Regions from separate parts of the Mus musculus genome. Here all the other regions are linked to region 5. Evidence: chromatin contacts called from public HiChIP or PLAC-seq and promoter capture Hi-C data. All regions are on one chromosome and are shown on one strand. The core of a region is the stretch at or near the end of the contact, and the rest is flanking DNA. Distances in the headings are between cores, read along the strand shown. Region 1 holds the start of Zfp593 (zinc finger protein 593). Region 2 overlaps Maco1 (macoilin 1). Region 3 holds the start of Syf2 (SYF2 homolog, RNA splicing factor (S. cerevisiae)). Region 4 holds the start of Tmem50a (transmembrane protein 50A). Region 5 holds the start of Aunip (aurora kinase A and ninein interacting protein). Region 6 holds the start of Maco1 (macoilin 1).

What was found. HiChIP or PLAC-seq counts read pairs in DNA pulled down with a chosen protein or histone mark. Capture Hi-C pulls out chosen DNA fragments and counts their contacts.
Region 1: a contact with region 5 is called in an H3K4me3 HiChIP or PLAC-seq map of embryonic stem cells, with 11 read pairs. The contact joins the promoter of Zfp593 here to the promoter of Aunip in region 5. A contact is called at or near these places in 1 of 39 promoter capture datasets (erythroid cells), 1 of 484 Hi-C or Micro-C datasets (B cells), 5 of 115 datasets of contacts at active chromatin or transcription factors (bone marrow-derived macrophages, embryonic stem cells and pancreatic cancer cells) and 3 of 9 other capture datasets (adipose tissue, liver and pancreatic islet).
Region 2: an H3K27ac HiChIP or PLAC-seq map of embryonic stem cells shows a contact between it and region 5, with 7 read pairs. The contact joins the enhancer-like site here to the promoter of Aunip in region 5. A contact is called at or near these places in 1 of 39 promoter capture datasets (cranial neural crest), 1 of 484 Hi-C or Micro-C datasets (bone marrow-derived macrophages), 10 of 115 datasets of contacts at active chromatin or transcription factors (T-cell acute lymphoblastic leukemia, bone marrow-derived macrophages, embryonic hindbrain and 5 more) and 3 of 9 other capture datasets (adipose tissue, liver and macrophages).
Region 3: a contact with region 5 is called in an H3K27ac HiChIP or PLAC-seq map of embryonic stem cells, with 2.1 times the contacts expected there. The contact joins the promoter of Syf2 here to the promoter of Aunip in region 5. A contact is called at or near these places in 3 of 39 promoter capture datasets (embryonic stem cells and liver), 7 of 115 datasets of contacts at active chromatin or transcription factors (bone marrow-derived macrophages, craniofacial prominence, effector CD8 T cells and 3 more) and 2 of 9 other capture datasets (embryonic stem cells and pancreatic islet).
Region 4: a promoter capture Hi-C map of pancreatic islet shows a contact between it and region 5. The contact joins the promoter of Tmem50a here to the promoter of Aunip in region 5. A contact is called at or near these places in 1 of 39 promoter capture datasets (embryonic stem cells), 2 of 484 Hi-C or Micro-C datasets (B cells and granulocyte-monocyte progenitors), 14 of 115 datasets of contacts at active chromatin or transcription factors (the 230-238 cell line, the SCID.adh cell line, bone marrow-derived macrophages and 8 more) and 3 of 9 other capture datasets (adipose tissue, embryonic stem cells and pancreatic islet).
Region 6: a contact with region 5 is called in an HNF4G HiChIP or PLAC-seq map of pancreatic cancer cells. The contact joins the promoter of Maco1 here to the promoter of Aunip in region 5. A contact is called at or near these places in 3 of 39 promoter capture datasets (the HPC-7 cell line, neural stem cells and second pharyngeal arch cranial neural crest), 1 of 484 Hi-C or Micro-C datasets (bone marrow-derived macrophages), 11 of 115 datasets of contacts at active chromatin or transcription factors (embryonic forebrain, embryonic limb bud, embryonic stem cells and 7 more) and 1 of 9 other capture datasets (pancreatic islet).

What each region holds. Positions count from the first base shown.
Region 1 is chr4:134,244,200-134,249,043 of GRCm38.p6, reverse strand. Zfp593 (zinc finger protein 593) reads left to right here and starts at 3,453. Exons shown (of 3, transcript NM_024215.2): 1 at 3,453-3,740; 2 at 3,957-4,019; 3 at 4,114-4,844. The coding sequence starts at 3,541. The coding sequence ends at 4,255. It overlaps E130218I03Rik (RIKEN cDNA E130218I03 gene), which reads right to left. Exons shown (of 5, transcript NR_040436.1): 3 at 4,631-4,809; 4 at 3,942-4,137; 5 at 3,171-3,621. It overlaps Gm30191 (predicted gene, 30191), which reads right to left and starts at 2,096. Exons shown (of 4, transcript NM_001372229.1): 1 at 1,692-2,096; 2 at 659-742; 3 at 459-556. The coding sequence starts at 1,781.
Region 2 is chr4:134,815,019-134,819,463 of GRCm38.p6, reverse strand. All of the region lies in intron 6 of Maco1 (macoilin 1), which reads left to right. Among named protein-coding and RNA genes, the nearest start is that of Maco1, 36 kb to the left of the region's middle. Within about 2 kb of position 1,478, at least 6 of the 459 cell types and tissues checked have an H3K27ac peak or open chromatin away from gene starts, as enhancers often do. A contact at or near this core is called in embryonic stem cells, where this site is marked.
Region 3 is chr4:134,927,627-134,932,312 of GRCm38.p6, reverse strand. It overlaps Syf2 (SYF2 homolog, RNA splicing factor (S. cerevisiae)), which reads right to left and starts at 1,333. Exons shown (of 7, transcript NM_026780.3): 1 at 1,295-1,333; 2 at 1,029-1,133. The coding sequence starts at 1,318.
Region 4 is chr4:134,913,376-134,918,106 of GRCm38.p6, reverse strand. Tmem50a (transmembrane protein 50A) reads left to right here and starts at 3,191. Exons shown (of 7, transcript NM_027935.2): 1 at 3,191-3,218.
Region 5 is chr4:134,508,372-134,512,506 of GRCm38.p6, reverse strand. It overlaps Aunip (aurora kinase A and ninein interacting protein), which reads right to left and starts at 1,508. Exons shown (of 3, transcript NM_001081099.1): 1 at 1,338-1,508. The coding sequence starts at 1,415. Paqr7 (progestin and adipoQ receptor family member VII) reads right to left here. Exons shown (of 2, transcript NM_027995.3): 2 at 2,270-4,135.
Region 6 is chr4:134,850,857-134,855,138 of GRCm38.p6, reverse strand. Maco1 (macoilin 1) reads left to right here and starts at 1,794. Exons shown (of 11, transcript NM_025382.6): 1 at 1,794-2,101. The coding sequence starts at 2,022.

The DNA.
Region 1 (4,844 bases), core at 2,204-4,703, 270 kb after region 5:
TGTGTGTGTGTGTGTGTGTGTGTGTGTGTGTGTGTGTGAAACCAAAGCCAGTTGGAAATGAAACCCTGAGTCTGTTCCCAATATCAAAGACCTTATCAAGCAATTCCTTCCAAACTGTTGCGCTTTGGGCTCCTCGGGGATCCTCAGGCCTCCATGGGCACCAAGAGAACCAAAAGAGGAATCTACGCTGGTGACAAGCTGCTTTGGAAGGTGAGGGTTTATCATCTAGACCACCCTTCATCACAAGCACCCAGGAAGGTCTTCTCTGCTATCCTGGGTTCTAGGGAGATGGCTGTCCTCAGGAAGGACTTCCCTTTACCTCAGTCCCAAGAGATCTAACCCAATCTCCTACATAGGCCTGCTGTATCAGCCCGGGACTAAAGCTTTACAGGATTGGGACAGAGGTAGAAGAGAGATCCTAGGACCCTTCCAGCCCTGCCCCCTAAGGACACACATACTGATCAGCACAGGGCTCTGGTGGCAGCAGTTTGTCCTCGTCTTCTTTGTTAAACAGAGATGACATTGTCAGCCAGCCTTTCACCCCAACCCCCTGAACCTGGGAGGAGAGAACTGGGCGTCAGGAATGGACCAGCCTCCAGGGCTTCACCACAGCCTCTGTCAGGCTTCCAAGGCTTGAACGGAAGACTGTCAGACTCACCCTGCGGGCCAGCTGTGACATGGGGTTGAACGTCTCCTCCGTGGGTTCTGCCTTCTCAGACTCCTCCAAGGTGGGGCTCTCCCTCTGGGACATAAGACACCCCCAACCCCAAGCATGAGAGGAGCCCCATTGCTAACCAGCACTAGGCAGCCTATGTACCATAGAAGTGCATCTCCCACACACCCTGCATCTCCATTGGAGCCCAGAGGAATGCCTGCGGGCACACACATCTCTTCATCATGCTTCTGCTCACATACGCAGGGCTGCATGGTAAATCTCTGCAGATACCCTTGAGCACCTACATCTGCCCACTCCCAAACACAGCTGAACGAACTGGAAACCTTGCACAATGGCACACTATGTGTGCTACTACAGACACACAAGCGTCTTTGTGGCTAGACCTCTCCCCCTGTATACACACGGGTGTGCAGTCTAGGCACCCGGGCAAGAGCACTCACGAGGCTAAGCAATTCATTCCTGTGTCCTCTCCTGCAGGAAGCTGGCTAAACAGAGACCTAGGCACAGCCCTCCAAATTTCTCTACCAACCAAACGTAGCCCCCGGAAATGCCCACATGAAAGCACGCAGGTACAGAATTCTGCTCAAAACGCACATGTATGGAAACTCACTAAATCCAGTTCACATCTGCACCGGACTGTCCACAGAGACACTAATTGTAGCATTCTCTTGCCGACACATCCACAGGAAGCCAGTCTTGGACACGCACCTGTCCAATCATAGGCTTATCCACCCCCTCGCCGGGCTTGTCCCTGCCCCCTGCCGCATCTATTTGTGTAACTGCCATTTATCACAACTACTAGACATAAACGGTCTTAGTTTCAAAGTCCTTTTTGCCTTCTCTCTCACAACCAAGTACGGCCTAAGTATGGCTTTCATCAGATGCTGCTACTGTGGTCCGCAGAGGGTGAGAGCCACTCCCTACTGCCATAAACAGGAGCTCACTACTCTGCAGGCAAGGGATCCCACTTTTGCTTAACTTTGTCCACTAGAAAGCTGTATAAAGTGTAACGTACTTTTGTGTCTACTGCCGATATTGGCGTTGGAACGATCTTTTTCGTATGGCAGCTCCTGAGATCCTTGGAGTCAGCGACTGCTTCTCTCATGGCCCTAGCTCTCCTTCATTTTCTTGAACATCTCTGTCGCTGCGCTGTGCTGTTTGGAAGCCCACCTACAATTGTCTTCTTCCCCAGACTATTTAATGCTCTCTGTGCTCCCTACCTTGGCTGGCTGTCTGTCTGGCCTAGAAAATAAGGACAGTACCCACCTCCTCTGCCAAGTTCTCTTCAGATTCTCCACTCAGCGTCTGTAGCACTTTGGACTTGTAAGTTTTCCAGAAGGCTTGGTTCATGGCTGCAGGGGAAAAGGGTCCTGGCACTCAGGCACAGAAGGCTGGTAGCTCAGTGGGCACCAGTGGCTCTGGTCCCAGAAACTTGGAAGAACCAAGAGCCTGTCCCCGGGATCCGGTGACTTCATGAAAGATGCACCAGTCTCCCCAGCTGGCACAGTGCCAGGCAGGTAAACTTGATCCCACGGATTCTGAGGTTGGGGCAGGCTTGTGCCATTTCAGCCCCAAGTCTTGACCCAAATTGGCCAAAGTTAATAAAGTCAGCTTTTTGGAGAGTCCATTTTTCTGCCTGCAGTCGGGAATACTGATGGCGGCTCAATAGCTGTAGAAAAAGTTTTCCACTTGAGTGGAGTCTTGAGTCCAGGAGCCATACCTATGCATCCTGTGATCGCTGCCATTCTAGCTGGGTCCTCATCAGGGTCCCACCCTGTGTCTACCCAGTCCTCATAAGTTGGAGTTGGAAGATCCCAGACCTCCAGTCAGCACGCTGGGCTTCCATTTCACTTCGGGTCTGGCCTAGAAACCTGTTCTCCCCAGGGATGCACGTGCCTCACTCCCTGTTTCCTGGCAACTGGTTCCAAAGAGCCAGAATGCTTAATTATTGCTGAGGTCCTCTGCCCCCATATAGTGGAGCTGGCTCTGGCCAGCCTGAGAGGCACCAGGCCAAGATGAGCAGAGGCACCATTTCTTGGTCATTTCCCCCTTTCCTGCCAGCCCTCCCTGGGCATAAAGAAAGAAAGCAAAGGTGGGGGGCTTCTTCTAGGGACATTTCCTCTTGGGCTAGTGATGTGGTGCCCCACCCCAAACTCCTCTGTTAGACTGCCTGCCTGGATTATATGAAGCCCTGGACACCAACCCCAGTTCTGAAGAACCAAGCAAGCAAGCAGCCAACCAACCAACCAACAACAGACAAAAAGCTCTTTTTGTAAAAAGAGCTGAGCACTCTTCAAGGACAGACCCCTTAGGTGGTAGATTCTTTGTGAAACAATTTTCTGCTTTTTGCCCCAGGAATTTGCTTGAGAGTGGGGGAGGGAGAACAGAGGAGAGATGTAAAATGAAACGCCAGTGGGGGGTAGGTGAGGAGAACAAGGCTCTTTGTTAGAACCTAGGGGTATCTCTGGGTGACCCATCCATGATTCCACACTAATTCTCATTTATGAAGTAATTTATTCATGGCACAAGCAACAGTGCTTCCAGAGACGTTAAAAGCATCCCCTACCACTGAAATTCGGGGTGTGGAAACCGGCAAGTGAGGATGGGGCGGGCAGAATAGTGGGACCGGCTCCCCTCAAGCCCGCTCACGCCCCGCGAGAGCCCAGTCACTATCATCGACGACCATCTGGGGGCGCTCAAACGGCCAACCCGACCGTGACGTCATCAGAGGCAGTCTGTCCAATCCTGCTCCGCCCCCGGGCGGGCCTCTCGTGACGTCACTGGGCGGCCCGGAAGCGCCAACACGTGTGGGTCTTTTCCCTACTCCCTGTTTCTTGGTCTTGTGTGTGGGTGTCTCTCTGATCATGGGTCGCTCTCGGCGGACCGGCGCGCACCGAGCACATTCCTTAGCCCGCCAGATGAAGGCCAAGAAGCGGCGGCCGGACCTGGATGAGATTCATCGCGAGCTGAGGCCGCAGGGGCTCCCGCGGCCCAAGCCGGAGCCGGACGCGGAGCCCGACCCGGACCTGCCAGGGGGCGGCCTGCATCGCTGTCTGGCTTGCGCGTGAGTCCAGCCTGGGGAGGAGCAGGGTCTGAGGTACTAGCTAGGGGCAGCGAGGTCCGGGCCGCGAGCCGCTAGAAGGTTCTGTCTTGGGATCCCTGGGTCAACCCGCCACTTATCACTTCGGGTTCAGAATCCGATGTCTGGGAACGAGCTAGGGCCAGGGAGGTGTGAGAGACCTCACCCCTTCACTCTTTCCCTCACCCTACATTCCTGCAGGAGGTACTTCATCGATTCAGCCAACCTGAAGACCCATTTCCGATCCAAAGACCACAAGAAAAGGTATGGAGGGGTCAGTAGAGGACTGGCGGATGGGTGCCATGCAGGAAGGGTTTGCACTCGGTGAGCTCCGATCTCCAACTCTTCTTTTTCCCAGGCTGAAGCAGCTGAGTGTCGAACCCTACAGTCAGGAAGAAGCTGAGAGGGCAGCGGGCATGGGCTCGTATGTTCAACCCCAGCGGCTGGGCGTGCCCACAGAAGTGTCCACTGATATCCCTGAGATGGACACGTCCACCTGAGTGGCCTAAGGATGCAGGGCAGAGGAACTGCCCATGGGCAGTGGTTCATCAGCCAAGCTGAGAGTGTGTATTTTGGATTTCCGGTTTGCGGAGATGCTCTCTTCCGGGTGTTCTGCCCAAAATAAAGGACCTGGACAAGAGGGCACACCTCCGATACTAACTTCCCTTACCAGGGGTTTCTGGGCCAAGATGTCTACTCCCTACTAGGTCCAGCTTTGGAACGGGTATCCTCCCCCTGCTTCTTTGGATCTAGGCTGGAGTCTGGCTAGGTACAGCGTAAAACTTGGGAGTAGGATCTAGCGATGGCTGAGACTAATCCCCAAGGGGAAAAAAGTGGGATTCGGATATTGCAGCCCCCTCCCCTGAATCGCCTACCTCCAAGCCTGGGCGAGAGGCTACCCGCCTCATCACGGGGCCTGTGATGGTTGCCGCTGCTTCACCATCTTCCATACTGCATAGCAGGAGCCACCTAACCCGAGGACAGCCAACAATGTAGCCACAATCCCAACCAGGGGACTCCGGGGCTCTGCCTTCAGCTCCCCAGCCACCTGCATCTGGGAGAGCACAGAGGGTGCACGTGAAGGGTCAA
Region 2 (4,445 bases), core at 229-2,728, 310 kb before region 5:
TCTAAAACAAGTCCTATCTTGAGTTAAAGTACACAGGGACTACTCATGGAGTTAGATTCTTGATGAGGCTCTTCATTGGCTTTTTTCATATGTGCCTCCCTTCATAAGCACACACATTCATTTATCCTATCTCTTAAAGCTGAATCGAAGGCCACTAGTTATGGGTGTGTTTGTTGCGTCTAGAGTTATGACATTGGCCTGATCTGTTCTATTCTGATTACTGAGTAAGGACACTGAAGGACACAGTGTGAGAATCAGTGACACGATGTGTAAGAATTCCGTGAAACTTTAGGAACATAGTCTCTATTTCCAGTTGTTTTACCCGTCCCTGAGACACATTCACACAGCAGATTCAGCATCAGAATGGCTGGGGCCCAACACAAAGCATGAGCACATTAACCGTCCAGAGCACAAGGGCTTCTCCAGAAAGCACTATGACACACAGTGCTAGAGTGTGCCTTGAAGAATGGGTAGGATTTTCTGTTCCCATTGCACAGTTACAGGCAGGTGTCAGGAAACAGATCGGTAGCAGGGTTCATTAGGAAACTTGCCTCAGTTGCATGTCTGTATAACTTAGACATGGTTTTCAGATTCCCCTTTGCCACTAGAAGCAGGGTATGGTCTAGAAACATAGAGGAAAGTTGCAGAGCCAAGGGTCCTGACCCCCCTGGTCCAGGAGTCCAGCCAGCAGCCCAAAGAGACATGGTGGTGCACGACTCCTAGAGTGGCTGCAGAGCCAAGTTTTCTCTTGGTGAATTCTTATTAAGATCAGTTTGAGCTGGGCGTGGTGGCGCATGCCTTTAATCCCAGCAGAGGCAGGTGGATTTCTGAGTTCGAGGCCAGCCTGGTCTACAAAGTGAGTTACAGGACAGCCAGAGCTACACAGAGAAACCCTGTCTGGAAAAACCAAAATAAATAAATAAATAAAAGAAAGAAAGAAAGAAAAAGAAAGATCAGCTTGTTCCTCACAGATCTTTCTCTTGTCAAAACTCACTACCCTGTGCCTTAAGCATCCCCTCTGCTCACAGGCAGGCTTTATTTAAAAAAAAAAAAAAGGTACTTCACAGCACCATTAAACCTTTAAACTTCTGAGAAATCTTTGCCTTGGTCTGATTCCAGGCAATCACCAGAGAAATACAAACATTTAGATTCTGGGTCTCCCTAACTTCAGATATTTAAAATATCTGTCCAAGTGCAGGCTGGCACTTGAGAACTTGGGGGTGTTTTTCTTATCTCGCCTGCCTAAGGCTGTCATCTGCATTCAGTTCCTTCAGTCAGTTTGGAGATTCCCCTTATTAAAATGTAAATCTTTTCCTCTTGAATTTAAACAGCTATCAACTACATAGAGTTTGGCTTGGGGTTAGGATTAGGGAATAACTGAGATTAGGGGAAGAGATAGGACTAGAGTAGGTAAGAGGGCCCTTAGCTTTCAAATCCACTTCCTAGGTGCCCTGCAGCCTGACCTGAGGACCGTTGAGAGAGCTTCTGTAGGCGGGTCCCGTCTCTGAAGAGCTAGGTGAGTGCTTCAGAGCTTTGGGCTGGCTATCAGGTCATTGTGACCTGTAACTGGTTACAACTAGACAGAAGTACACAGAATTTATGCCAGTGCTGGTCCCACCAGCCAGCCCACAGGGGCTGGGCAAGCAGGAAGTACATTTGCTTCCTCGCTAAAATTGATGAGGTTGTAGCACTTGTAGGAAGAGTTCCTTAATCCCTCAGAAGCCCTGGTAGGGCAGAGCAGGCTTAGCTCTGAGAGATGGGAGTCCATGATGGTAGGGAAGTACTGTCCTCTACCCTTTGATCCGACTGGAATTTTGAAGGTTGTAACTATTACCTATATTTGTATCTTGTTTCTCTCTATGACTTGCTTCTAGTTTAGGTAGCTATTGGCAGTTAAATTGAGTGTTGTGCATACATTTGAAGATGTTGCGTTAACCTCTTAACACTATTTAATCAGAACTTCTTTCTTCTCATTAATACATTATACATGTGTATTTTACCTAGAGAAGTATTGACCTTCAGCTCCAAGGGGGTTAAGTGTACCATTAAGACAGGTAGTCATATCTGCTTACTAAATGTCCCTAGCACCTGACTGTCTCAGTTCAGTTCAGCTTGCTAATTCACATATTTCTCCTAAAATTTCCAGCATCCATCATTCTATTAAGCAGATACAACAATTGAGCCACGTCTTATAAAATTAGAAAATGGAGTGGCCAGGCATAATGATATACATCATCAATCCCAGTACTTGGGAGACAGAGGCAGGCAGGTCTCTGTGAGTTCAAGTGCAGCCAGGATTACATAATAAGACCCTAGCTAAAAAGAAGGGGAAGAGAGCCTGTGTAAGTAAATTATACAGTAAATGTCCTTATATACTCCCCGTGTGTGTGTGTGTGTGTGTGTGTGTGTGTGTGTGTGTGTGTGTGTGCGCGCACGCGCGCGCACATATATATCACATATATATAAGGTATGGCGTGTGAGGTAGAGGGCAACTTCTGGAAGTTGGTTCTCTCCTTTCATGGTGTGGGTTATAGAATGCACCTTCATCCACTGAGCAGTTGTTAGCACCATACAGTAGAGCACCGTGCAGTAGTTTAAGGAAAGTGTCTGAGTAGGTGAAGGTGCAGCTGATATTCAGGCTGTATGTGTGTTAACCCCCTTCATGATAAATGTATTACATGCATGGAAAGTGGGGAAAAGGCTCGTAGGGAAGAAGTACATCAGATGCAAGCCGAGTATGATTTGATTCAGCCTAAATGAGAGGAGTGTGAGTTGTTTACACTTTGAATTCTTTTGTTAGATTTTTTTTTTTTTAATGCTGAGTGCATTTCTTGTTTTTGTTTGTTTGCTTGTTTGTTTTTCGAGACAGGGTTTCTCTGTATAGCCCTGGCTGTCCTGGAACTCACTCTGTAGACCAGGCTGGCCTCGAACTCAGAAATCCGCCTGCCTCTGCCTCCCAAGTGCTGGGATTAAAGGTGTGCGCCACCACTGCCCGGCTGCATTTTATTCTTATAGTAAAAAGTTAAACCCAGTGAGAGGTTATAAATCATTTTACCACCTGTTTCAGTAAAAATTTGAACTATGTAGTAGGTCTTCAAAGTGACAGTTTCTTGCAGTAGCCCATGGAGATTGCTCACTGCGTTTTGACTTGTGCTTTTAAGTCGAGGTTTTGCTGCTCAGGCAGCTCAGACAGTCTTTAGTCTTTAGTAGAAGTTTCTTTGTCAGTATTTGAAATGCTTAGATTATGGATTTCTTAGGTCACTGAGACTTTCTCTTAGCGTACTCAACTAATGTCATTAGGTAGTGATCGTGAAGCCCAGGGTTTCTCAGGCAGGGACGCTGATCTTAACTATCACGCTTTGGAAAGCAGTAATTAAGAGTTGGTGGAGCTAATGACAGTAGTTAGGAAAAGACTGAAGCATTTTTGTCCTATTTTTTTATGAGAATAAATTGTTTTGTATTTTCAAAACAAACCATTTCTCTGGAGGTAGAAGTGGGTGGATCTCTGAGGCCAACCTGCTCTACAGTGCTTCATCGTAAGCCTCTGTCTTGGGGTGAAGGGGGGCGGGGGTGATGAGGTTTCCTGAGCTAGAAATGTAGCTCAGTGGGAGAGTCTAGTATTCAGGAAGCTCTGGATTCAAGCAGTTTCCTACTGCAATATGCCATATCCACACTAAAGTATACAGATCTTGAATGTGTACTTCTGAGCATGTACACACTAGAGTATATAGATCTTAGATGTATACTTCTGAAAAAGTATCCTTTCTTTCTTAACAAAGGAAACATATTTTTGTAACTTCCCTCTTTTTGTTGTATAGTACTGCTGGTTTGGCTTTGACAATATTCTCATTGAATTCCACTTCTAAAGAGCATTTTGGGAGACCAGGGAGATGGCTCAGAGGGAAAAGGCACTTGCTGCCAAGCCCAGTGACTTGAAGTAATGGCTCTCACTCACTTACACTGTGGAAGGAGCGAGCATACTCTCAGAACTTGTCCTCTGACCTTCACGTGCATGCACGCATGCAGATGTGCACACTAACTAGATAAGTGGAAAGAAACTTTTTAAAGCATTGTGTTCTGTATTTTACCAAAATTATGTTTGTATCCTTTGTTCTCAAAACTCTTTATATTATTGCAAATTTCAAGAAATCCCAAAACTTTACTTAGAGGAAATAATGTCTTTTGAAACAGTATTTCTCTGTGTAACAGAGTTCTGGACATCCTGGACTCCCTTTGTAAAGCAGACTGGCCTGAAACTCTGTCTCCCTGAAACTCTTGTGTCTCCTGACTGCTGGGATTCACTGCATACATACCCTGAAGGCCATTGTGTCATAGAGACATTTCACTTAACGTGAAAGACTGGAAGTCCGGCAGTAGTGGTGTGTGCCTTTAATCCCAGCACTGAGGAGACAGAGGGAGGCAGAACTCTTTGAGTTCTGGGCCAA
Region 3 (4,686 bases), core at 84-2,583, 420 kb before region 5:
CAGGAGGATTTCTGAGTTTGAGGCCAGCCTGGTCTGGTCTACAGAGTGAGTTCCAGGACAGCCAGGACTATACAGAGAAAAACCCTGTCTCAAAAAAAAAAGACAGGAGCTGGAGAGATAGCTCAGCAGGTAAGAGCACTGACTGCTCTTCCAAAGGTCCCAAGTTCAAATCCCAGCAACCATATGGTGGCTCACAACCACCTGTAATGGGATCTCACACTGTCTTCTAGTATGTCTGAAGACAGCTACAGAGTAATTTTTGTAATAAATAAATCTTTGGGCCGGAGAGAGCAGGGGTGACCAGAGCAAGCAGAGGTCCTAAATTCAATCCCCAAATACCACATAAAGGCTCACAACCATCTGTACAGCTACAGTGTACTCACATACATAAAATAAATAAATCTTTAAAAAAAAAAGAGATCAAGACAAAAACAAGTCAAGCAGGCTGAAAATCTTGGCAGGTGCTAGAAGGGAGACAGTAAGAAGATATAGCATGCCTTTTGAATTATAGTCCAAGAAAACAAGCAGGTTCAGAAAAAGGGTCAGATGACCAAGCAGTCACATAAAGAAGTGAGAGGGAGCTAGCTTCTGGGAAAGAATGCTAATGTTGAGAGTGACTCGCCAGCCATGCTTACGATTTGAGTAGACATCCAAACAAGAGATGGGAAATAAGTTATACTTTTTTGAGTCTGAACTCGGAGAAAAGGGAAAGTGTGTGCTCGCTGTTTTTAAGGTGAGAAAGGTCTGATTACTATTTCTAACCAATTATTTCCCTAGATGAAAAACGAAGAATCATGGAACAAGAGGAAAAACCTAAGGTACACCCGGTAATGTGGGTGTGGCCGGGTGGAGCAGGCGGGTGGGGCTTTTGACGTGTGTCAAAGCGATCTCAACCCGAGTCCAGACCCACCGGCGGGCGGAGATCTGGTCCCGGGGACGCCGGGTCCGGAGATCTGGTGCGTGGTGCGCCTTCCTCCTCCTGCTCCTCCAGCCCTACTGCCAGCCTGGCCCGCAGCCCCGCCACTCACCCGCTTCAGATGCAGCTCACGGAACTTGCGTAGTCTCTGCTCCCGCTTCTGCGCCGCCAGCTCCTCGGCCGCCAAGGGCCTGGCTTCCGCGCCATCCGCGGGGACCTGCGATCATAACCGGCTTCAGGCTCGGCGTCTGCCAGGGGCCACGGCCCAGGCCTGGGCCCGGCACCCTGGTCTCCCCGGGAGCCGCACCCGGATCCCACCCATGTCCTCAGCCCCGGCGTCTCCCGGACTGACACCTACGCGAAGCCGGTGATACTCACCACAACTTCAGTCACAGCCGCCATTACAGCCTTCTCTCTACTTCCGTCAACAACGCTGAGCACTTCCGGCGGCCTCTGGCCCGCGGCCCAGACTCAAGCCTTCCCGATGGCGTCAGTTTCTTCCGGCCTCTCACGCTCCTTTTAGTGGGAGGGACTGACGCGTGGTATGGCTATGCGCAGGCGCAAACGGGGCGGGGCGGGGGCGGGGCCCGGGAGGGACGACAAGGATGAGGAAGTGCTCCGAACCTGTCACCACATAGAATGGGACGCCTGGTTGGGGACTGCGTATCCTGTCACCAGCTCTAAAGAACCTTGTCTCTCTTGAATTTAATCCGCATTAAGTCCCTTCCATAGAGTAGATAATTTGCTGATGTTACTAACTGTAGAAGAGCAGGGCGGGCCCCATATCGTTCACTCTCACATTCCAGCACCAGAGCAACTACTAAGGTCACTAAGATAATTCGGGAATAAGACAGGGATATATGAAACGTGTACCTTTCAAAATCGACGACTAATTAATTTTAGAAATGAAAAAGCCATCCCACGTGTAAAAATAGCTGGGTACAAATCGGCTGTGGTGGCATTCTCCTAGCGTCTCAGCCGGTGGAGGCAGGAGAATATCAAGTATGAGGCTTGCCAAGGCTACACAGTGACTTCTAGGCTAGCCAGTGCTATAAGACATGGGATATCTAAAAGCTTAAGCACTGGCAAGAAAAAAATGTAAACTGTGGGCAATTCTCTTTTGAGTCCCCCTCCCCTGTAGGAAGCTACTTCTCAAGCTTAATAAAACTTGGCTTGCGCCTGGCAGTGGTGGCACACACCTTTAATCCCAGCACTTGGGAGGCAGAGGCAGGCGGATTTCTGAGTTCGAGGCCAGCCTGGTCTACAAAGTGAGTTTCAGGGCAGCCAGCCAGGGCTACACAGAGAAACCCTGTCTCGAAAAACCAAAAAAAAGAAAGAAAAAGAAAGGAAGGAAGGAAGGAAGAAAGAAAGGAAGGAAAAGAAAAGAAAAATCCTGTCTCTGGATTAAAAGAAATGAGTGAGTTACTTGGCTGGAAGAAGTGAGGCAGGTGAGTTGAGTCTAACTAGCACACAAAATCCCCACAAATCAAATGGAAGGCAATACATACCTCTAAATGAGGAAGTTACAGCCGGCCTATTTCTTTTTTTATGTATGGGGTTTTAGCCTGCATCCATATATGCACCACCTGCATGCCTGGTGCCGACGGAGGTCAGACTAGAGTTATGGTGGTCCTGAGCCACCATGTGGGTTCTGGGATGGAAACATCTTTCCACTACAGCCAGTGCTCTTACCTACTGAGCCATCTCTCCAGTCTGTGCATTTCAGTGTAGCAGCCAGGCTTTGAATCTACTGGGACTAGTTTCAGGCAGTTGATAAAATGTGTGCCAGGAACCAAACTCGGTGCCTCTTACAAGAGCAGCCCACACTCAACCACTGAGCCATCTCCATCCTGTGATTATCTTCTCATGTCAGAGATGTTTCATTTCTATAATTGCAATTTTATATGTAAACTAGCATATACTCAATATGCCTTGACAAATCTGTCACCACCTTCAGTTGCTGTCACTGTCGTCCTCTGAATCACTTTTAATATGTCTTTGTTTCTTGAGTCTCCCTATACTGTCTGCCCGTCCTGGAACTCACTGAAGACCATCCTGGTCTTGAATTCAGAGATCCTACTGCCTCTCGTGGGATGAAATACCTGTGCCCTCATTAGCCTCAGCTAATCTTCATTTTCTGATCCTGACTGCTACCTCCAGAGTTCTGGGATAACAGACCTGCACTACCACATATGTTCTATACCTTGCTGGATATTTACCAACTAGGCTACATCTCCAGCTCCTCATTCCTCCTTTAAAAAACAAAATCTCACCAGGCATGGTGGCGCACACCTTTAATCCCAGCACTTGGGAGGCAGAGGCAGGCGGATTTCTGAGTTCAAGGCCAGCCTGGTCTACAGAGTGGGTTCCAGGACAGCCAGGGCTACACAGAGAAACCCTGACTCGAAAATCAAAAAAAAAAAAAAAAAAAATTCCAAGTATGGTGCCCCACACCCTTAATCCCAGAACCTGAGGGGTTAGAGGCAAGCCTGGACATCCAAGGCTATATGAAATAGACTGATTCACTGCTACCTTAAAGAACGGCCAAAGAAAGGGATGTGACCAGGAATACACATCTAGATGATTGGATTTTTAAGTTTTCTGTAGGGTGAATCTTTGTTTTCAAAGGATGCTGAGTCCAATTGCATGCTAATGATAGATAGGGGCATTCTTGCCACCTATACTCTTTGGGTGGTCTTAACCAGACACAGTGGCTCATACCTTTACTAACAGCACAAGGACAGTCGAGGCAGGAGGATCTCAAGGCCAGTTCAGGACCAGCCTGATCTACAATGAGTTCCAGGACAGCCATGGCTATGTATATCCTTACTCAAAGCACAGTAAAACCCAAAAAGAAAAAAAGAAAAGCAAATTTGCCTTTGTGTATGTGGCCCCTGGGCTGCCTCCAGAAGGGCTAAAATACTGTTACTGATGCTGGGTTCACAGAAACTCAGGAAGCATTCTAACCAATTGAGCTACATCCCCAGCCTACTATTTGTACTTAAGAGGCAGCTGCTAGTCACACTACAAATTGTGATGACAGGGAATTTAGTGTTTAAATAGACAGTGGCTCATTTGTTGGGAAATGCAAATACACAGGCTGGCTTTCCTGTCAATTTAACACATTTGAGGACTGAGACTTAATACTTTCTCATCCCCATTTCCTGGCAAAGCTCAGGAAACTTTCTGCCCAGTAGGGAATATTGTTATTCTCAGTAGACGCTGGACAAAGCTCAGCTTACAGGGTGAAATCCTCCTGCCTGAGGCACCCACTAGTAGGTTGTAACTCTAACAGGGAGGTGGAGGTTGAGTTCTCACCTGGTGTTCACGACCTAACCACGCCTGGGGTGGAAGCTCCCTAAACTAAGACCAGGGTTTTCAGTCTCTTGGGTGACAGCAATGCTAGCACTGCCAATCCTGACAAGCTCGATTCTAACTTCTCCTTAATCTGGTTGGTTACTAATTCATATTCTTTTTAAAGGATCGCTTATTGGCAAATTCCCAAACAAGATAATGGGAACTTTCAAAGTGTAGCCAAGTTGAAGCCATTAATTTCTAAAGCATGAGATCTTTTGATACTGTCAACAGGAGGGATTTGGGTTTAACAGTCTCACTGTCCTAGAGCCTGCTATGTAGATCAGACTGGCCTTTAACCTCAAGGGTCTACTTGTTACTTGTTTCAAGTGTTAAAATCAAAAGCATAAACTACCATTCACAACTAATGCTGTCTTTTAAAGGTCAGTCTTTTATTTATGTGTATCAAGTTTGCC
Region 4 (4,731 bases), core at 1,942-4,441, 400 kb before region 5:
CTGGGATTTGAACTCAGAACCTCTGGAAGAGCAGTCAGTGCTCTTAACCACTGAGCCATCTCTCCAGCCCATATTTATCAATAACACTTTTAACTGCTGAGCTATCTCTCCAGCTCCTCTTTTTTTTTCTTTACTTTTATCACAGGGTTTCTCTTTGTGTATTTCTGGTTGTCCTGGAACTTGTTCTATAGACCAAACTGGCCTTGAACTCACTGAGATCCTCCTGCCTCTAGCTCCCAAGTGCCAGAATTAAAGGGCATGGGTCACCACTGCCTGGTCTTTACAACAATCTTAACTGCTAATAATAACTCTCAGTCATACAACACACAGAATGCAGTAAATCTATATATGTCTGTATGTAGGTTACAGAAGGCCCACAGAGGGTTAAAGAGGTCATAGCTGAGTCTAAGGTGTTTGAGAGACACTGAAGAAGAGATAAGCAGAGCCGAGTGTGGTGGCACAGCAGTCGGGAGGCAGAGGCAGGCAGATTTCTGAGTTCGAGGCCATCCTGGTCTACAAAGTGAGTTCCAGGACAGCCAGGGCTATACAGAGAAACCCCTGTCTCAAAAAACTGGGGGGGGGGGGGGGAAGAAGAAGAAGAAGAGATAAGCAGAAGGCTGATAATAGAGCAGATAACTCCTCTGTGGAAATAAGATAGTGAAGCCCTGTTGGAGGTCTGTTGAAGCTCAGGGCGGGGCCGAGCTCCCAAGTCAAGATGCAGGACTATTGAAGCCAACAGGGCAGAGGAGGTGAAGGGCAGGACATGGTCCAGATGGGCAAAGGGACGGGTGGATGCATGGCAGAACTGCACAGATGGTTGGTAATTCTAACAGCCTACCTCAACAACATGGGTAGCCAATGGGTAGCCAAGAGGAACTGAAAGTGGTGTCTGCATATTCCAAAGAGGATTTTAACTGCTTGTCTCAAGAATGCCAGTCAAACAGAGATAGGCAGTAAGTGGCTATTTAGCAGGGCTATTTAGCCCAGAATAATCTCGCCCTGGACCTGCCAGTCAGACTTGCCAGTCAGGCTTGTAGGATGTTTGACCTAAGTACAGGTCTCTTTTGGATAGCTTCCTTCATAGTCTCATGGAGTACCATGCACAGGGGCTGAACCCACTCATATAGATTGGTCTGTATAACAGAATAAAAAATGTCCCCCATCGTCTTGGATATTTGGATATTTGGTTCCCAGATGGCGGCGTGGTTTGGGGAGGCGTAGGTGGTACAGCTGAAGGAAGTATGTGACTAGGGGTAGGACATGAGATTATAAATCCTTGCCCCATTCCAAGTCTCCAGCCCTACCTCATGCTTGGGGTTGAAGATGTAAGCCCCTAGCTTCCTGCTCAAAGCACTGTGCCGGTCACCTGCTGTCACATCCCTGGCCCCATGATGGATTCCTCCCTCCAGAACTATATTCCAAATAACCTCCTATAAGTTGCTTTGAGTGAGGTATTTTATCACAAAAACAGCAACGTAACTAATACAGCCAGTAAAGAAGTAGAGACAACGCAAAGAAGAAGGAGCTTTGGCTGTTTGTCCCTGTGGACCGTGGCCTGCCCTTCACCTCCACTGCCCCGGTGGCTTCAATAGTCCTGCATCTTGACTTAGGAGCTTCACCCAACCCTGAGCTCTACCCAGACAGGACCCAATAGCTCCAGCAGACCTCCAGCAAGATTTCATTGCAGAACTTAGCTTCGTAGAAGCTTTACTAAGAGCAGTTAAAAAATATGAATAGACATTTAAAAGTTTTCATTAAGATCTGCATTTGGGTTTGGTGGTGGTGGTGGTGGTAGTGTGGGCCTTTAATCCTGGCCCTTGAGAAGCAGAGGCAGGCAGATCTCTGAGATCAAGGCCAGCCAGCCTGGCCTAGAGAACAAATTTCAGGAAAACTAAGGCTACACAGAGAAACCATGTTGGGAAAAAACAAAAACAAAAGCAAAAGACCTGGAGAGATGGCTCAGAGGTCAGAGGTAGAATGTCAACTTAGCATGGGGAGGTCCAGAATAGCAACTAAAGAAATAAATGCCTACATGCACACACATGTGCACACACGCGCGCTCACACACACACACACACACACACACACACACACACAGGGCTGGGGGAGCACTGCCTGACCTTGAGACATTAACCAGTCTTTAGCCAGTCACAATAAACCTTTAATCTCTAGGGCTAAGAAATGTGTCCATTTAAAAATAGGTCCTGGAGTTGCTGGAAAGATGACGCGATGATTCAGAGTGCAGGCTGTTCTCTCGACGACCCAGGTTCAGTTCTCTACACCCACACGGTAGCTCACAACAGCTGTAATTCCAGTTCCAGGCACCTCTTCTGGCCTCTGCCAGCACAGTGCACAGTGGCGCACAGATGTGCATGCAAGCAAAATACTCATCATGTAAAACATGTAAAAGTTAAATAGGTTATGGGTCTAGAACCTGGACTGAGTGGTAGAGCCCTGGGTTCAGGCACAGTCGGGGGGGCGGGGGAGGAGGGAAGGGGGGTTGTGTGGAGGGGGTATTGTATAGTTTCAAATACTAATCAGCTAATTCCCCCTCTCAACAAAAGCTACATAGATTTCATGCTGGGGACCGGAGAGATGATCCCTCCTGCAAGGCAGTGAGCCACCCAACCACCTTCTGTGCCACAGGCTCCTGACTACCTGCCACCCACGTGAACATGAGATGACAGCAGGGCCATGCCAGCCCTCTTAAAGTCACCATCGGGCCGGAAAAATGGCTCAGCAGGTAAAGCAGGTACTTGCTGCTAAGTCAAATAACCTGAGTTTGATTCCTGGGACCCATATGACGAAAGGAAAAGAAGGACCACTCTTGGAGGGTGGGTGATCTGTCTGATCTCTACACAATGACAAGAAGAATACATTTTAAAAAGTGTAACAACAACAACAAAACCAAACAGTACAGGTGGACTGTTGCCTCCCTTCCTTGGTCCCATCCCAGAAGACAGGCTCCACTCTAGCATTTCTCACAGTGACAAGGGAGTCCGGGTAACCCACAGACTTGTCGGCGCGGTGGGCGTGGCCCATAGGCTGCACCCCAGGGATCCGCCCTTCGCTCTCGATCCGCATGCGCACTGACTCGGGGGCGGACCGGCACATCGACATCCGGGAGTCTGATTGCCTGTGGCTGTTTTGTTTTCTTGCAGAACTGGAGTAAACCGAGGCTACCAAACGCGCCGCGACTCCCAACTCCGGACTTGGACGTGAGTGCGGACGGGAGGGCGGAGCAGCGGGCCGGGCTCGAACTCGCGGCAGTGGCCGTGCCCCAGCTCCTGGACGCCGCCGCCGCCGGGGCTGAGATCCCGCGACCTGCGGGGCCGCTTCCTGTGGCGGGGACTCTTCCCCAGAACTGTGGAGCTGGGCACGCTCATCCGACGGTGGCGCGTCGGGGTTCGGCCCACGCGTAACCGCGCCCTGTTCCTCCAGTCTGCAGGGCGGGTCTGCCTTTGAAAATGTCAAAGAATTGTGCAACGAAAAATGGACTCGGGTGGGCCATTGGGGGAACCGACAATTACACATAGTGGGTTGCTTTTCTTTCCAATCATTAGATAAAAACGAGTGTATTTTCAGACCCGAACTCATCACAAAAGTCTATCAGTTTTTCCCTTTAGCTTGTTTAGAGGCGGCTAAAACTGAAATCGCCTTCCTTAGGGAGTCATGTGAGATCTGGGGTGTTCACTGTGAGCGAGTTGTATTTAATTCAGGTTTTATCTGTGAAATTAAGATGAGTTACGTTTCTCCGGCTGGGTCTGCACAGCTGAACTTGAAGGAGGAGGGTTTTATGGGATTTAAGACAATTTCGGCTGACCGTGGTAATTTGACTGCACGTTCTTTATTTAAGTCTGAATTCGTTTCAGGCCTGCCCTTTTTTGTGGGGAATGTACAAACAGCATCAGTAGCAGAGTTAGGGATAGTAAGATGAGTGCCCTTTACAAAGTAATGACATCCGAAGGCAGGCTTGGTGAAGGGACAAATAGTGGAGAAAAAACGAAATAGAAATAAAGCCCGAAGTTGAGCCGTTCTCTTCTTAATCTGGGCATGAAAGACACAGATGTAGGATAAAATGTGCAGATTCCTAGAGGAAGTATTTTCCATCCAAGTTTACATTTTTACCTTAAAACCAAAGTCTATCATGTCCTTATTATTAAAATCAAATAGGAACCTTTAGTAGGGAGCTTAAGGTTTAGAAAGCAGCTGTGGAGGGCTAAGCATCATTGCCCTCACTTAAAGAACTAGTGGACTTGAAATAATAAAATGTGACATCTTTGAGGAGATGTCATTTTTGTGACAGTACATTTTTGTTTAAGGTTAAGGTAATCACCTTCATTCATATTATGTAAATATGCTAAGACCATCCTGATTTTGTTTTGTTTTCTTGTCTTAATTTGTATTTATTTATGAGTGCTGTGCTGCCTGTACATCCGCAGGCCAGAAGAGGGCGCCAGATCCCCCTATAGATGGTTATGAACCACCATGTGGTTGCTGGGACCTCTGAAAGAGCAGTCAGTGCTCTTAACTGCAGAGCCATGTCATCAGCCCCTTGTTTAGTCTTTTTAGGACAGACTGGCCTGAAACTCACTGTGTAGCTCTGGCTGGCCCTCTGACTGAGCCCAGTCCTCCTGTCTCAGCCCGCCAAATGCTAGGATTGCAGGCTGAGGCAGCCACCACCCCAGTCCCAGCTAAAACCAAGTTTTACATTAAACGTAGACTCCATCC
Region 5 (4,135 bases), core at 259-2,758:
GTGTTAATTACAGGCAAAGCCAGGAGTATATCTCACAGACTATATGTTTACATTTCAGAACACATCGATTTATTACCTATTCCGAAAATGTTCTTTTTTTTGGTTTGGTTTTTTTGTTTGTTTGTTTGTTTGTTTGTTTGTTTTTGTTGTTCTCGAGACAGGGTTTCTCTGTATAGCTCTGGCTGTCCTGGAACTCACTTTGTAGACCAGGCTGACCTCAAACTCAGAAATCTGCCTGCCTCTGCCTCCCGAGTGCTGGGATTAAAGGCGTGCGACACCACGCCCGGCTCCAAAAATGTTAAGAGGAAAAAAATGTGAAAGTTTGTTACCCTCAAAAAATTACTTCAGCCAGGCAATGGTGGCCTTTAATCTCAGCACTTGGGAAGCAGAAGCAGGTGGCTCTCTGAGCTCAGGGACAGCCAGGACTACACAGAGAAACGCTGTCCCCGGGGAAGAAAATGACTTCGGTTGTAAGATGACTTTAAGAATCCTCAATTTTTCAGTCGGGTGTGGTTGCACACGCTGATCGTAGCACTAGGGAAGCAAAGAGGTGGATCTCTGAGCTCAAGGCCAGCCAGCTCTACACAGTGAGTTCCAGAATAGCCAGTTACATAACAGAAAAAAAACCCTGGCTCAAAACAAAACAAAAACCAAGAATCTCCAATTTTTCATCAGCAAAAAATGGTTAACAGCTGCTCTTTAGACTGCTAATCATACTATTTAAATCTCAGATCTCCACCTGTTCCATTCAATCTGCTTTAATAGTCTCAAATCAACAGCAATCTTTCTAAACTCCAAAAGTCACATTTCTCTTGAAACTACTTATGGGGACATATCATGTTCTGCCTAGGTAATTGGACTGATACTAGCATATAGCTGGACCAAACAAGGTAATATTACTTAAAACCCTAAACACAACGGCCAGCATAAGATGCTAAACAAGCAATTGTCTAACACTTGTTGGTAATAAGCGAACTGGGGGAACCTGGATTACTCAACCCTCTTTCACTAGTGAAAAAAAAAAAGATTAATGACACAGCCAACGCATATTAAACGCCCAATTAGTCTCCAGCACCCCAGGGATGCTCATTTAATGTTGGGCCAGATCCCCGATCTGATCTGCATTTTCCATGTTGCTGGTTCTGGCAAACTGGGTAGACCGCACCCTGTAGGTGACCAGTCGTGGAGCCCTTCCCAGCATGCCACAGGACGCCTGAGGCGCCAGTTCAAAGGCCTCACGCTGCCAGTCGCCCCGAATCCCGTCCTCCCTTTATGCCGACCCCCTCCCTTCAGGCGTCCCCCAAAGCCCGCGTATCGCCTCAATATTGGCGTCCCACCTGCATCTTCCGCCTCTTCAGCGCCGCCGCGTCCAACCACACACCACACGCCTCCTCCTCGGGCCCTCTATGCCTCATGGCGGCCGCGCACCGCGCACCACTGCAGCCGGCGTTAGCGCCAACCCGCGTTCAGATCTCCCGCCACTGCAGGAGGCAGGGCTCTGCCCGGCCGTAATGACGTAAGCCCCGCCCCTAACCACGCCCAGTGCGCTAAGGAAGCCGGGCGGTTCCCGGGAGCTCTTCCTGCTTTGCTCTTCATTCCTGTGTGGACTCTGCACCCTCTGCATGTGTAGGTCACTACCAAGTTTGGTTTGGCAGGACTGCACTTTTTTTCAGAAATATATATATGAATACATATTATAATATGTAATATGTATCCACATATATAATATGTACTCATATAATTTGTGACTATACTATATAAGTATTATAGAATACATGATAAAATAAAATACATGCATATACTCTATAAGTGAGTGTATATTAATATATTGTGTTGATATATTTATGTAAATATATTTATGCATAATTTTTAAGAATTATGTTGGGGGGTGTCTGTAGGCATGCGCGCATGAGCATAGGTGTAAATGGAGGACAGAAGAGTAGGATTCCGAGGATGGAGCTAGAGTATAGGCTCTTCTGAGTCACCATATAGGAGCTAGGAATCAAATCAGGGTCCTCTGCAAGAGCAACCAGTGCTCTTAACCGCTGAGCCATCTCTCCAGTCTCAGACTGCACAGTTTTACTCCAGAGCCTCCCCTCCTGGAGCAGTGGAGCCAGGTTCTAGACCCCACTCTAAACCCTTTTGTCCCTGGCTGACCCAGTGGTTGGTTACCCGACACTAGGGGTTGCCACTAATTGGCATGTAAGAGTAACTGAGCCAATACATGGAAGATCTTTGAAAACATGAAATAAAAAATCGAATCAAGGAATTGGGTGGTGGAACCACAGGCCTTTAATCCCAGCAGAGGCAGGTGGATTTCTGTGAGTTACAAAACAAACCTGGTGTACAGAGCAAGTTCCAGGACAGAGAAACACTGTTTCAAAAAAAAAAACAAAAGAAACAAAATTGGAATCCAGGGATGAGGCTGTAACTTCATTTGTTAGAGTGCTTGTCTAGCAGGCATGGGAGGCTTAAATGCAAACACTTGAGAGACAGAGGCAGGCAGATCTCTGTCAGTTCAAAGCAGAACTAAAAGAAAGTTTGTAATTATTATTTAGAGTTACAGGAGATTGTGAGCCACCCAATATGTGTGCTGGAAATCAAACTCAGATCTCCTGGAAGGGCAGGACACACTCTTAACCAGTGAGCCCTCTCTCCAGCCCTGGGTGAATATTTCTTGTAACTTTTCGTATGTCTGGTTTTATATAAATTTTATATATGAATTTCATATGTATTACACGAAAACCCTTAGAATATATTATAAGTGGCGGGACATGTCCTATCTGTTTCCTTATTCATCTGCAGTTCTGGGGACTGAATGAAGTGTCTCATGCAAGGCTCTTCATGAGCAGTTCCCAGTCCTTTCTTTACTTCCAGACAGAATCTCTCTGTTTCCCAGGCTGGCAATCTGGCCGATCTTTAATCCCTCAAAATGCCAGATAGGAATATAATTACACACATGCGCACACACACACACACACACACACACACACACACTGCATTCCCAACAACAGTTCTGTGAGACCCCAACTTAAAGTGTTTCTCCCTGGAAGGTAAAGCCCCTAAATGTTCCCCAAGCTTGTTTTCCCTGATCTCTAAAAACACAGCCAGAAAGAAGCTCTTTGTTCTCTATAGCCAGCAAAAAGCCTTTTTGTTTCTATACTTTACAACCAGAGATGCCTGCCTTCCTGTGCGGAGGACTCGGGAGATAAAAATTCAGAAAGAACTCACTCCCCACTCCTGCCTTGTAAATTTCACCAAGGACACCTGGAAGAGAACTCTCTTCCCAACTCCTCCCAACTCTTCCCAACTCCTCCCAACTCCTCAGCTAGCTGTTAAAAGCCCTCTACTGTCACTGCTCTGGGTGGAACTCCCCTGCCCTTCTAGGTGCCAGGGGTTCGTCCTCAGCTAGCTGATAATAAAACCTCTTGCAATTTGCATCAGGTGGGTTATCTCTTGGGACGTTGGGGTGTTGGCCAGCTCATCCCGGGACTTGAGCAGAGGCCCAGCTCCGGGGGTCTTACAGTTCTACCCTTTGGTAAAAATGTACCATGAACCCCTACGGCTCCACATGCACCCCTTCAGCACCTGCAGCTTCATGCAAAAAAGCAAACAAGAAAAACCCAAAAAAACACAAAAATCCCACCTCCTGTGAACAGGGCCCCTCCCTGGAACAGGAGTCAAAACAAAGAGGAAGCAATATCATAGTCATTTTATTGAATCTAGGGCATATCAGGGACCAGCCTTGGCTCTCAGCCCCAGGGACCAAACTTGCCTTTAGCCCCCCTGAACTCCCTGCATCTCTGCATCTCGAATCTCGGTACAGGCTTCCCTTTTGCCTGCAACGCCCTTCTAAGCTCAGCCTGCAAACTCCTCACCCTTCCTAAGCCAAGGCTCTGCGTGCCCTGCAGTGCTGACTAGTCAGCACTTTGAGTTTTCCTTGACAATTCCTAACGGTTCTAAAGCCTGGAGCCCCAGGAAACAGTGAGCTAAGGAGTCATATCTCAAAATCATAAATGAGTTGTGGGGAGAAGCTGGAAACAGTGTGCAAGAGATACAGGCCAATGCTAGCTGTGAGGCTTTCTGGCTGGGCTGTGATGCAGGGATGTGGGCAGGAGAGGGGATCTCTTATCTT
Region 6 (4,282 bases), core at 545-3,044, 340 kb before region 5:
CAAAGCAAGAAACCTTGTCTCAAACCAACCAACCAACTCAAAAGGATTGCTTGCTTGAGTGGCTCACAAGAGGAGAGTAAGTTCCCATGCTAAGACTCTGGGTACCATCAACACTGGGTTTCCCTTCCAGGTACCAGGGAAATCTTTGAAGGCACTGATGGGAACTTAAGAGCTTTGGAGTGATGTTGACTAAGATGGGTGACCACTGGCCAGGAGAGGTGCCTGTGGTCCCAGGGCAAATCAAGATGGCATCGAGTTACTGGACATATAAAAAAGTAAAAGTGTGCTAGATGACTGGGGACTCTAGTTACTGAGGGGGTGAGGTGGCAATGCCACTTGCTAGGGCATTCTGCAACCTCTTAAAGAAATCTTTATAAAAGGTTGTAACAACACGTAAAACGAAGACTCTGATATGAAACCAAATGTCTACTATGTGCTCGATTCTATTTTATAGAAATAATAACAACTAAGCAAGAAAATTGTGTAAGACATACACTAAAATGCTTCTGCCAGTAGTCAGGAGCCACCAGTGATTTGCTTCCTATGGCTACTTTCCCACACTTCCCCGGTTTTGCTATTTATTTATTTATTTATTTATTTATTATTTGTTTGTTTATATAAATTGTTGGTACATGTTACAGCCTTGGCGGTCTTCACTTCGTAGACCAAGCTGGCCTCGAGCTCAGCGATCCACATGCCTCTGCAGTGCTGGGATCAAAGTGGTGCGCCACCAACAACGCCCGGTAGTCTTTGCCGCTTAAAAACCAAAACCAAACTTATTTAGGAACTGTGTTTGTGTGGGCGTGCGTGTGGGAGGTCAGGCGGCAACTTGTAGGAGTTCCTTCTATCCGCCCACCACGTGGATTCCCGGGTTCGAACTCGGTCCTCAGACTTGGCAGCAAACGCGTTTCCCCGCTGAGCATCTCACTTGTCTTTTTGCCGTTCCGCCCTCACCGGTAAGCTACAGAGCTAGTGGGCGGAAAGAGCAAACGACCGCCTCACGCAGCCTCTGAGGCCGGGGAGGAGCCCGCGGAACCCTCAGCCTGCGCAAACCTGCGGACGTGGAGCCCGGCCACGCCGCCGCACACGCCCCCGGCAGCCCCGCGCGGCGTCGCGCGCACCCGAGGGGCCGCCCCTCTCTGGTGACGCGAACCAGGGGCGGACCCGCACAGGCCCCGCCCCACCACCTCCGATTGGTCGGCGCGCTGTCACCACGTCGCGGGAAGCTGGCAGGGTGTGTGTGAGTGTGTGTGTATGTGTGTGTGGTTTGCTTTGTCATTCGTGGCCCGGCTGACGCGGCCGGTATGGCTGCGTGCTCGGCTGCCCGCAGAAGGGGCCGCGGCGGCGCTCCCGGGACGCCCTCTTACATAAGGACGCGGCTGACTGAAGCACATGTCAGCGCAAGGTCCCCACACGCAGCGCACCACGCCGTTCGGTTCTCACACGCCAGGCGGGAGCCCGCGGCGCCGCGCCACACGGTGTACGCCGACGTGGGCCTCCCCACGGCGAGACGCAGCCCAATAACCGCGAAGCGTACCTTCGCAACAAGGCATAATATAGGATGTTATATTTATAGGGCCTATTTATAAGCCTCTATTTAACTCTTTTCTGATAGGCCCGGCCACGCGTCTAGGCCTTATCCTGATTGGTGTGTCCTTCTGTCCTTCAAAAAGGCGGGCTTAAGGGTCCGTGTTGCCTCAGCGGGCACCGGGATTGGCCGTGCGCGGCGCGGCGGCGCCTTCGATTGGCTATGCGGGCCGTCCGTCGCGGCAAAGGAGGCGGGGCGGGCGGCTGGCTGGTGCGGGGCGGGCGGGCCCCGGAATTGTCATTTCTTTGTTTCCGAAGGCGGAGGAGGCTCGGCGCCCCCCTCCTGGCCCCCTCCCCCCCGGTGCTGGCTCCATGTCTGTGTGACCGGCCGCAGGGGTAGGATTCAGGCCCGACGCGGGGCGGGCGGGCGACGGCGGCTGAGGTGAGAGGCGGCGGCGGCGGCGCGGCTCGGGCACCGGCCCCCCAGCGGGAGGATGAAGCGGCGGAACGCCGACTGCAGTAAGCTCCGCCGCCCCCTGAAGCGGAACCGGATCACCGAGGGTATCTACGGCAGGTGAGCGGCGGTGCCGGGCGTGGGCCAGCGGGTCCCGGGCGCCGCTCGGAAGGGGCCCGGCCCCGTTATGTAACCCCCCGACTAGGCCGCATGCCCGCGCCGGGGGCTCTCCTGAGGCGCGCCGCCCGCGGAGCGCCGGGCCAGCCAGCCAGCCGAGGGTCCGCCCCGGGCCACGGGGTGTGGCGAGGGCCAGGCGGAGGGCGCGGCGGGCGCGGGCGGGAGCCACGGGGCCGCCGTTGGCGGTGGTGTGTCGGGGGGAGGGGCGGCACCCCCGCGGCCCGGAGCCCAGAAGCCCGGGGGTCCCCAGCAGGCTGTGCGCTCGGTCCCCTACCGAGCCCGGGTCACGCTGGGCTCGGGGGTTGGCTGCCCGAGGCTCGTGGACGCGTGCGGCCGGGCGAGCGAGCCGCCAAAGTTAGGAGCTGCCAGGGGCGCGGGACCCTCGGGCTCGGGGCGGGGCCACGCCGGCTACTCTTCTGCGCTCTGCTGCCTCACGGGGTCCCCACCTTGGCTCGGAGCGCCCAAGGCTGATACCCCCAGATCGTGCCGGTGACACCGCTCCAGACCGCGGCTTTTCTCAGTTCCTCAGCAAACATTCTGACAATTGCAAGCAGATATTTTGCAGGGATTCTCGCCCAACTCAGGTTTGGGGATTTTTTTTTTTTTTTTAAATCCTCTGTTCATGAAGGAAAGTGGTGTCCCTTTAAATAGAAATTGAATCCACTTCTCCTGGACAGAAGGACAACAGGTTCATGGGGCATTTCGGTGACTGTCACAGCTTCCCCAAGCCCAATTTGTGTGCGGAGGTTATTTTCTGGAAATGCCTATTTCCGAGGCGAAGTAATTAGTTTACGACAGAGAGTGCTCAGCATGCGGTTGAAGGCTTTACTTGAGTCCTCTTGGCGCCTTACGGTTTAGGTCTTGCTGTGAATCTTGGAGAAAAATACAGGCGGTAGCTGATGACATCCAAGTTGTAGCATAGCTGTACACCTTACACATGCGGTTGTTTACACGTGTGAAGTGGCTGCCCTCCACAGGCAGGTGACTTACCTAACCATGAAGGGGGATTCTTCAAGTTTAAAAGGAGTAAGAAGTCAAAATCCTAGGCTAGATGATACGTAAGGAGCCACGGATCGCATCCATTCATTCAACAAACGTGAATACTATTTGCTCAACAGTGTTGGAGTCAGTCAGGACACAGCTGTTAGCAAAACCGATGAACATGGTTGTTGAATCAGATGTGACAATAAGTAAAACTGAAAAAGCAAACCCAAAATTTTCTGGCAGATTGAATGGGTGGAGGCAAGCCTGCGTACTATAAATTCTTGAATGAAGGAAGGCTTTTTTCCTTAGCCATTGAAAACATTAGAAGAACTTCCCATTAATAGCAGCGCAAGAATAGAAAATAGAAAAAGTGTGTTAAAGTTGGCAGGTTAGGACCCTGTGGTATTTGAATTTCTATTCACAGTCACAGAAGATGAGCCCCCTCATGACAAGATTGGAAACAGCTGTGTTGTTTGCCTGATTTCTGGTGTATTTTAGCTTTTTTCCTATTTAAACAAACACCTGGTTTATGACTTGTAACTCAGCAGCGGAGCAGTTGACATGGAGTTCCTCTTTTAATGAAGATCTATTGTTATACTAATGGGCCTTACTTAGCCTTTGAATTTCCTTACCCTAAAGGTTAATAGTAAAAACACTACGTCCATCATTCAGTTTCATGTGTAAAACTTCAAAAACCTAATTGGTGCTTCAGCTCTGTCTGCTCTCAGCTCTGTTGGGCTTTCTTTGTTAAATGTCAGTAAAGGAACATAAATATATGTCTACCTGTCTTTTTTGTTTGAGGCAGAGTATTTCAGTTCCCATCTCTGTTTCTTTGTGTTATGGAGTACCGCAATGGGAAAATCATACGGTGTTTTATCCCCTTTCCGTTTTTAAGGACTGTGTTGGAAAACTTCCAATATTTGTTAAGAAAATGGAATGAGTGGGCTAGTTATAAATTAGGACATTTGAGGATTCATGGATATCAAATGTCTGTTGATCATCAAATTAAAGTCTGTATTCAATTCTGTTTCATGCCATCTATTGCCTGTTTTGTTTCTGAACATCTGGCCAATTTCATCTCATTAAAAAGGAGCCCTCTTCCCAAGGGCTGTGTTGACAATTTTGATATCCACTGTCTAG